Linked DNA regions of Oryctolagus cuniculus: all the other regions are linked to region 1. The links are chromatin contacts, called in public Micro-C maps. All regions are on one chromosome and are shown on one strand. The core of a region is the stretch at or near the end of the contact, and the rest is flanking DNA. Distances in the headings are between cores, read along the strand shown.

What was found. A called contact is a pair of places that touch in the nucleus more often than the background predicts.
Region 2: a contact with region 1 is called in a Micro-C map of ear pinna, with 4 times the contacts expected there. The contact joins the enhancer-like site here to the promoter of GAS1 in region 1. A contact is called at or near these places in 2 of 6 Hi-C or Micro-C datasets (ear pinna and psoas muscle).
Region 3: a Micro-C map of ear pinna shows a contact between it and region 1, with 5 times the contacts expected there. The contact joins the enhancer-like site here to the promoter of GAS1 in region 1. A contact is called at or near these places in 2 of 6 Hi-C or Micro-C datasets (ear pinna and psoas muscle).

Annotation. Positions count from the first base shown.
Region 1 is chr1:143,740,495-143,743,194 of mOryCun1.1, reverse strand. GAS1 (growth arrest specific 1) reads right to left here and starts at 1,430. Exons shown (of 1, transcript XM_070065873.1): 1 at 1-1,430. The coding sequence starts at 490.
Region 2 is chr1:144,126,692-144,129,514 of mOryCun1.1, reverse strand. No RefSeq gene overlaps it. Among named protein-coding and RNA genes, the nearest start is that of TUT7, 110 kb to the left of the region's middle. Within about 2 kb of position 1,419, at least 1 of the 8 cell types and tissues checked has an H3K27ac peak or open chromatin away from gene starts, as enhancers often do. A contact at or near this core is called in ear pinna, where this site is marked.
Region 3 is chr1:144,181,357-144,184,101 of mOryCun1.1, reverse strand. No RefSeq gene overlaps it. Among named protein-coding and RNA genes, the nearest start is that of TUT7, 53 kb to the left of the region's middle. Within about 2 kb of position 1,376, at least 4 of the 8 cell types and tissues checked have an H3K27ac peak or open chromatin away from gene starts, as enhancers often do. A contact at or near this core is called in ear pinna, where this site is marked.

The DNA.
Region 1 (2,700 bases), core at 181-2,680:
CCATGACCCCGCCCGCGCCCCCGCCGCCCGCGCCGCCCGCGCCCCCGCCTCCGCCGCCGCTACCGCTCGTCCGGGGCAGGCAGGGCTCAATGGCGCGCTTGGTGGACTTGCAGTTCTCGTCCTGCGCGCAGTCACAGTCCTCCAGGGCGGGCCCTCGGCGCGTGTGGTTGAGCTGAATGAGCGCCGAGATGCAGTGGCTCGGGCAGCGCCAGCGCGGCGAGGCCGGGAAAGCAGCGGCGGCGGCAGCGGCGGCTGCTGCCCCCGGCGCGTCGCCCCCGCCGCGCTGCGCCAGCACCGGCGCGCACGCCTCGGCGTACTGGCTGTAGGCGTAGCTGCACTCCGGCTCCCCTTGGCACTGCAGCAGCGCCTGCCAGCAGATGAGGCGGCGGCCGTGCGCCAGCCCCGAGCCCAGCAGCTGCAGCAGCGCCATCAGGCACAGCCAGGCGCCCGGCACGGTCACCGCGCCGCCGCCCAGCAGCGCGGCCACCATCGCGGGCAGCGGCGGCCGCCGCCGCCGGGCGAGAAGCAGCGGAAGGGAGACGAGGCGCGCGGCGCGGCGTTCGCGGAGCCGGAGGGAAAGTTTGCCCGGGTCCTGCGCACTCCGGGCATGGGTGTCCTCATAAATCCATGCGCGCCGCGCCGCTGGCCGCTGCCCCGCCGGCGGCGCACAAGGGCGGCTGGCGCCCCGGGGCTGCGGAGGGGGCTTCCCGGAGCTGCAGAGTCGCTGAGATCTGGGGTCCGGCTCCCCGACCCGAGAGCCTTCCGGCACGACGGCGGCGACCCCCGGCGCTGGCGGGCGGCGCTCAGTGCCGCCCCGGGGGGCTGCAGGCCGCGGGGCCGCGGCGGGGCCGCAGGACCGCGCGGCGCCGCGGGTGCATTCTGCTCGGCCCCTGCTTGCAGATCCGTTCGTCGTGCGGCCGGCGGCGCCCGCGCCCGGCTGCTTCCTCCCGCGCGGCTCAGTACGGCTTCTCCCCCGCCGCTGCCGGCTCGGCGGGGCCTCGCATCGCGCGCGGGCTCTCCCGGGTTCGGCGTCCGGGCGCTGCCCGCCTTCCCGCGGCCCGGGCCGCCGCGCGTCCCCTCCCCCTCCTCCGCCCGCAGCGACGACCCCCGGGCTGGGGGCGGGAGGCCGAGCTCCCGGAGGGGCGCGGGCCGCACGGAGAAGCTCGCTCGGCGCGGCCGGAGCGCGCGGCTCCCGGGCTGGCGGCGGCGGCGGCGGCGGCGGCGGAGCGGATCCGCTGAGCCCAGCTGCGGATTCCGGAGCGAGCGAGGCTTTAAATACAAAAGTGGGCCGGGAGCCCCCGCGTGGTGCCGCGGTGCCCCCTCATTATGCATGCATGGAAAAGCAAACAAACAAAAACATTAGCAACGCTCCTCCGCTCGCCGGCCCCGGGCCCGCGCGCTCTCGGCCGGCCCGCTTTCTCCTTTCTCCGCTCTCGGCGCGCCCTTCGCTCGGCCCCCTTTCCCGGCTCTTCGCGATGCCATTGGTCCTGGCCGGTGTTGTTGAAACTTTTTTTTTTTTTTTTTTTTTTTTTTTACGAGCCGCTGGAGTGGGGCTGCGGGTGGGGGAGGGTGGGAGGGCGGTGGGCAGCTCACATTCAGGCATTCAGGGCTTGAAAGGCCGGCCCCGGAGCCCCGCCGCGGCCCGGCGGCTCCTCCTCCTTAAGGAGGCGCGGGGTGAGCCCCCCCCCCCACTCCGCACGCTCTCTACCCACAGCCGGGGGTTCGGGGCCGCCGGCTGCGGGCGTCCGGCTCAGCCCGGGACCCTTTTTGTCTGTTCAGATCTTAAGTTGTTTTTTAATCGTTGATAGCCACCACCACCCCCCATTTGTGTCCCCTCCACCAGCTTTAGGTCCCTTGTGTTTTTTGAGGAGGTTGGGGGGCGTCGAGAGCGCAGAGGGGCGCACCCCCTTTTTTGGGGGGACCAGGTCGGGGGACACGCGCGCGTAGGACGCGCAGCTCCCCCTCCCCTGCTCCGGCGCTCGCACCCAAGCGTTGGGTTTCGGATTGCAGGAGAGAAAGCCAAGCCCAGGGCGTCTTTCGGAGGAAGGAACAGGACGACCCGCACCGCCAGGGCGAGGCTAGTGGCAGCCCCCGACCTGGAGCGATGCAGGGCCGGGGGCCCCCGCAGCCGGGACCGCCCCCGCGTGCTCCGTGCGGCCGATCCCGGGCGCTACCTTAACGCGGGCGCAACGCGGGCCCCGGCCGCCAGAGGCAGCGGACGTCTGCGGCCTGTCAAACGCGGGCGCCCCCTCCCCTCTCCGTGGAGAGACTCTCAACTCCATCTGTCACCAGCGTGCAGGCGCGGCCCCGAGCTCTGGCGCGCTCTCCCCGGACGCCAAGGGAATTCCAAGAGGCAGAAGTCAGAGCCGGGGCTGCTGCCTGCCTCGGGGGCGCTGGGTCCCCCCGCCCTGAGCTAAGCCTTAAAACACAGCCAGGCTGCAGTTAGGGGAGCACCCCCACAACCCTCACCCGGATCTCGCTCTGATTTGAGCCTCGGAGAAGCACGCCACGGGTAAATCCACATGTTCCAAATAAATAAAATAAAATAAAATAACACGAAGGGGGTCTCCCAAAAGTTGGTGGGCAATGAGATAACAATGTATGGTAGTGCCAAAAAAATTGCGAAATCCACGCATCCAGGGAGGGCGTCTTCTACACATTCGTGCAAAATGCACGTTAGGAAACCAGCCTAAATGCACC
Region 2 (2,823 bases), core at 170-2,669, 390 kb before region 1:
GAGATTTAGACAGCTATAGAAATGTCTTTGCCACAGGGAAACATATTGGAAAATAAACCAGACCCTGCCTAGCATTAAAATCAAGTGATGTGATATATCGTAGGGTGAGCGATTTTAAACACTTCTGTTAGGTCAGGCTCATTTTCTAGCCTAAGATGAAAATCCAAACATCACTAAGCCAATGTATAAGGATTGCTATACAAAACATATGTGAATAACATTATTTTTGGGAGAGATTATGGGCAGGCCCTTTCTTGTAAATATAATTATCTGGGATTATGGTTCAATTCCTGGCACTGTCAGTGAGGTTTAGGAGCTTTCCAGGGGCTGGGAGCTTTTGCTCTCTGTGGGCTGTAGCTCCCTTTTGATGGAGAGTGACAAGACAGGAAGCTAATGGGAGTGGGGATTTTTTTTTTTTAACTCTTCTTCCAGGTGTGAGATGCTTCCATAAGATCAGCATACAAAGACTCCTTCCCAGAGAAGGAAAAGTGATCAAAAATGAGCAAAACATTTGCAAATGTAGCCAAAAACTTGATCCGCATAGGCTTTGTGCACTGAAGTTCACTTCTGTTCCACAAGGTGGTGGTAAATAAATTCTTAAGGGGCCATGTGCATCAGAGGCAAGGAGGGGGAAAGGCGGGCTGAAAGCCTAGGCTGCAGGGACTGACGCTGGTGAATCTAGGGGAGACGCCTTTGGCCTTGGTCATGGGCAACACCCTGGGCAGATCCCTCCTCAACCCCCAGGAGGGCAAGGAAGGCAGAGGATGCTGTGTGGACAGCCCGCCCGCCCGCCAGGAGCATCCCACGTCCAACTGCAGCGGGACGAGGGTCTCGAGACAGGCAGTGCGTGATTTCTCTCTGCTGCAGCTGGGATGTTGTATTGAAGGCAGAGAGTACACAGGCCAATCCTGTTGGTTTTTAAGGCCAAAAATAGAAATTGATCATGAAGAAATTAAGGAGCACGGAGCTTAGAGTGAGTGGTTAGAGGATGGTCCAATGACCGTAACATGAGCTCACCTAGACAGAGAAATTCATGTACAAGTCAGAAACAGAATAGTCAAATAGTTAGATTAGAACTCTGTAAGATGTCAGTCTTTTTGGCTCTGTACATGGTCTGGATAAGTAGAAGCAGATGATGACATCATATTATGTTTTCCGACTCCACGGATGCTAGAACAGGAGAAACATGCAAGATTTGGGTTAGATGCAGAGACGCTTCTATTTATTTACTTGAAAGTCAGAGTTACACAAAGAGAGAGAAGGAGAGGCAGAGAGAGAGGTCTTCCATCCGCTGCTTAACTCTCCAGTTGGTCGCAACAGCCAGAGCTGGGCTGATATGAAGCCTGGAGCCAGGAGCTTCTTCCAGGTCTCCCATGCAGGTGCAGGGGCCCAAGGACTTGGGCCAGGAAGCTGATCCAAGTCCACTGTGTAGGTGGCAAGACCCCAGTTACTGGAACCATCACCACTGCCTCCCAGGGTCGGTGTTAGCAGGGAGCCATTGTGAAATGGGATGCAGGTGTGTTAACTGCTGGGCTGAATGCTTGTCCTTCATCCATTCTTATGTCATCTGCTAGAGATGGAACTGACAGTGGGAAACTGAAGCCCCGGCGCCAGTCTTCAAGCTGTAGCTCTGGCATGGAATCTCTGTTGGATTAGAAAATGTACCCCCTGAGGGAAGGTGCAGCTTCACGGGTGGTACCTGGATTGGCAGGAAGAGCAAGGGCTCCCCTACCTTCCTTCCCTCCCTCCCTTCTTCCCTTTGTTCCTTTTTTAGATTTACTCCATTATTGAAAGCAAGAGTAATAAAGAGGCCGGCGCCGCGGCTCACTAGGCTAATCCTCCGCCTTGCGGCGCCAGCACACCGGGTTCTAGTCCCAGTTGGGGCGCCGGATTCTGTCCCGGTTGCCCCTCTTCCAGGCCAGCTCTCTGCTGTGGCCCAGGAGTGCAGTGGAAGATGGCCCAAGTGCTTGGGCCCTGCACCCCATGGGAGACCAGGAGAAGCACCTGGCTCCTGCCTTCGGATCACCGCGGCGGCCATTGGAGGGTGAACCAACGGCAAAGGAAGACCTTTCTCTCTGTCTCTCTCTCTCACTGTCCACTCTGCCTGTCAAAAAAAAAAAAAAAAAGTAATAAAGAAAGAGACACGGTGTGTGTGTGGGAGAAATCTTCCATCTGCTGGTTCACTTCCCAGATGGCCACAATGGCTAGGGCTGCTCCAGGCCAAAGCCAGGAACCAGGAACTCCATCTGAGTCTCCCACCTGGGTAGCCGGGATCCAGGCACTTCCAACTGGTGCTCCAATGTGGGCTGCTGGCATCGTGGACAGTGGTGTAACCCACTGTTGACCTGCACCACCATGGGCTTTGTTTCTAAAGCCACTCATTCCCTCAGTGGGGCGTCCAGTAGAGTACACAATTTGCAACTTGCAGAGTGTATCTCTTCCCTCTTTACCCTGTCATACTTGGCTTCAGACAGTTAGATGAAACACTGAGCATTGGCAATGCCGGGCAGCAGTGATGCCGGGCAGAGACGTCATGGGTGGTTGCTGAGTGGATTAGGATGGGCGTTCCGGCATCTCTGTGGCCATGGAGCTTCCCCGTGTAGAGCATTAACAAAGAGGTCAGGAGCTCGGCACTGCTCTCGTTTGAGTGTTCCCTTTCCTTGGATGGGACCGCTCCGACCCTTATGAGAGCAATAATTACTTCTCATTTCAGGGGAGTGGAGCACAGTGTATAAATGGGTGGGGCACCCTGGTACCCACAGCTGTGCTCCTCCTGTGCCCACTGGGAAGCCTGGGTGAGAGGCAGCTGATCGGTGTTTTATT
Region 3 (2,745 bases), core at 127-2,626, 440 kb before region 1:
ACACAGATCTATTTAATAGTTACCTCCATTTTTCTTTTCTGTCAAATGAAAAGATGTCTATTTCACTCATATACGGTAAATTTTTTTTTTGCTTTTAAAGATTTATTTATTTACTTGAAAGGCAGAGTTACAGAGAGAGAGACAGAGAAAGAGAGAAAGTCAGAGAGAGAGAGAGAGAGAGAGGTCTTCTATCCACTAGTTCAATCCCCAAATGGCTGCAACGGCAGGAGCTGGGTTGATTCATATCCAGGGGCCAGGGGTTTCCTCCAGGTCTCCCATGTGGGTGCAGGGGCCCAAGCACTTGGGCCATTTCTGCTGCTTTCTGAGTTGCATTATCAGGGAGCTGGAATGGAAGCAGAGCAGCTGGACTCACACTGGTGCCCATATGGGATGCGGCGCTGGCGTTACCCACATACAGAGTCAGCCCCATATACAGTAAATTTTAAAACAGTCACAGCTCAATAAAACTATAGTAATACACATTCTTTTTTTTAAAAGATTTATTTTATTTATTTGAAAAAGTTATATAGAGAGGTAGAGACAGAGAGAGAGATCTTCCATCACTCCCCAGATGGCCTCAATGGCCAGAGCTGTGCCGATCAGAAGCCAGGAGCCAGGAGCTTCTTCCGGGTCTCTCACATGGGTGCGGGGGCCCAAGGACTTGGGCCATCTTGTACTGCTTTCCCAGGCCGTAGCAGAGATCTGGATGGGAAGTGGAGCAACCGGGACTCGAACCAGTGCCCGTATGGGATGCCCGCACAGCAGGCTGGGGCTAAAACCCACTGTGCCCTTGTGCATGCCCAGTAATACACCATTCTTAACAATTTGCTTGAAACAGACTTTAAGTTTGACCAAACACTCTATTTGCAGGAAAACTGATACATACAGGATTTTTTTTTTTTTGCTTTGGATTTTGGATTCTTTTTTAAATTTAGCTCCCACATATAAAGGAGAACTTGGGGTGTTTGTCTTATGTGTTTCACTTATTTCCTTCAACAGCATGAAGGACTTAGGCTTTTTTTTTTATTCTAGCTCATCAATGCGCTGTTTTGCTAAAGGGTCATGGAAGTCTCTGGTTAGGATTTACTTTAAAAAACTTCACCGTCCTTGTATTTCTTGGTTGTTAGAGAATGCAATCTAGCTTTCTCTAGTGCTGAAGAGTAATTTATGTTTCTCAGGCCGACAGCTGGGAGGCCAAATTCATCTGCAATGCACTTCCAGCCAGCAGAGGGAGCACTGCCCTTACCCTGTGATGTCAGGGCTTGAACTGATAGGGTTTGCCTGGAAACTTCTCGGCTAGTCTGGATAACCAAGACTCCATTTGGTGCTGGGGAGAAAGGTGTCTGGGACTCTGACTTGGGTTCTTGGCCATCCAGATTCTATATAACGGAACCAGCCGAGTTCCAGATTTGTTTGCTTACCATGGGGGACTGCTGATGGCTGTGCAGGGACCGCTGTTCTGTGTTGCTCCCCACAGTGAGAAGTCATGCGACCAATTTGTACTAAGTCCACAAAGAGCTGACCTAAATAAACTCGCCCGCGGGATTAGATGCTGGCATCCGGGATCTCTTGTGCAACAGACTGAGTATTTCCGCATCCTTGGAAGCTTTTTGATGTGGCTGCTGGGCGGGCAGCTCGGATGTCTCCCTTCTCCCTGACTCAGCAGTCCCGTCTGGGGAGTCACCTCTGTCCACAGCTGACTCAGCAGACACGAGACTTCTCTGTTTCATGCTCTGCTAGGCCACAGCCCCACCCCTGCTTCTGCAAGAGTGGGTTATGCAACATTTTGTGCATCCTGTCACCATTGCATTCTCCCTATGTTTCCAATCACTGGTCCCCAGACTTGAGGGAGGATACTTTTCTTTGCTTGGAAATGGATGGCTTTGTAATACGAGAGGTCTTCACAAAGCACCTGGGGAATGCTTATTCTCAAAAAGTTGTGCATGGGGGGCCGGCACTGCGGGCGGGCCTGCAGTGCCGGCGTCCCATAGGGGCGCTGGTTTAGTCCTCGCTGCTCCACTTCCCATCCAGCTCTCTGCTATGGCCTGGAAAAGCAGTGGAAGATGGCCCAAGTGCTTGGGCCCCTGGGAGACTTGGAGGAAGCTCCTGATTCCTGGTTTCGGATCGGCACAGCTCTGGCGGTTGTGACCAATTGGGGAGTGAACCAGTGGATGGATGACCTCTCTCTCTCTCTCTCTGCCTTTCCTTCTCTCTCTGTGTAACTCTGATTTTCAAATAAATAAATAAATCTTAAAAAAGAAGTTATGCATGAGTCTCAACATTCATTTTTTGCACTCCAAAATAAACATATCTTTTAATTCCATTTTTCCCCCTGCAGTTTTTGAAGCACCCTTGTATTTACCCACCCGTCATTGCTGGCTTTTCTTTTGACTCAATTCTTTTGACACTTGCAGTTAGTCTTGTGATAGTTCTTTAATTTCTTGAATGGGTATTTGGATTGTTCTACTTCATTCAGGATTTTCTTTGTTTGCATCTTCTCTCTCCAGCTGCTTAATAGGAGTGAATGCTTGGGTGTGGAAATAACTTCTTTGAACTAGGATCCTGGTCTTTCCCATAAAAGTCAAGACTTCTTTTGTTTGCTTAAAGATGTTTTGGAGAAGAAACATGTAGGAATTCAGTGCCAACTAGCAATTCCCACTTTCCACCCTTTTGCTTTCTTAAAAGATTTATTTATTTGAAAGACAGAGTGATATGGAGAGAGGGAGGGAGGGATGGGAGGGGTAG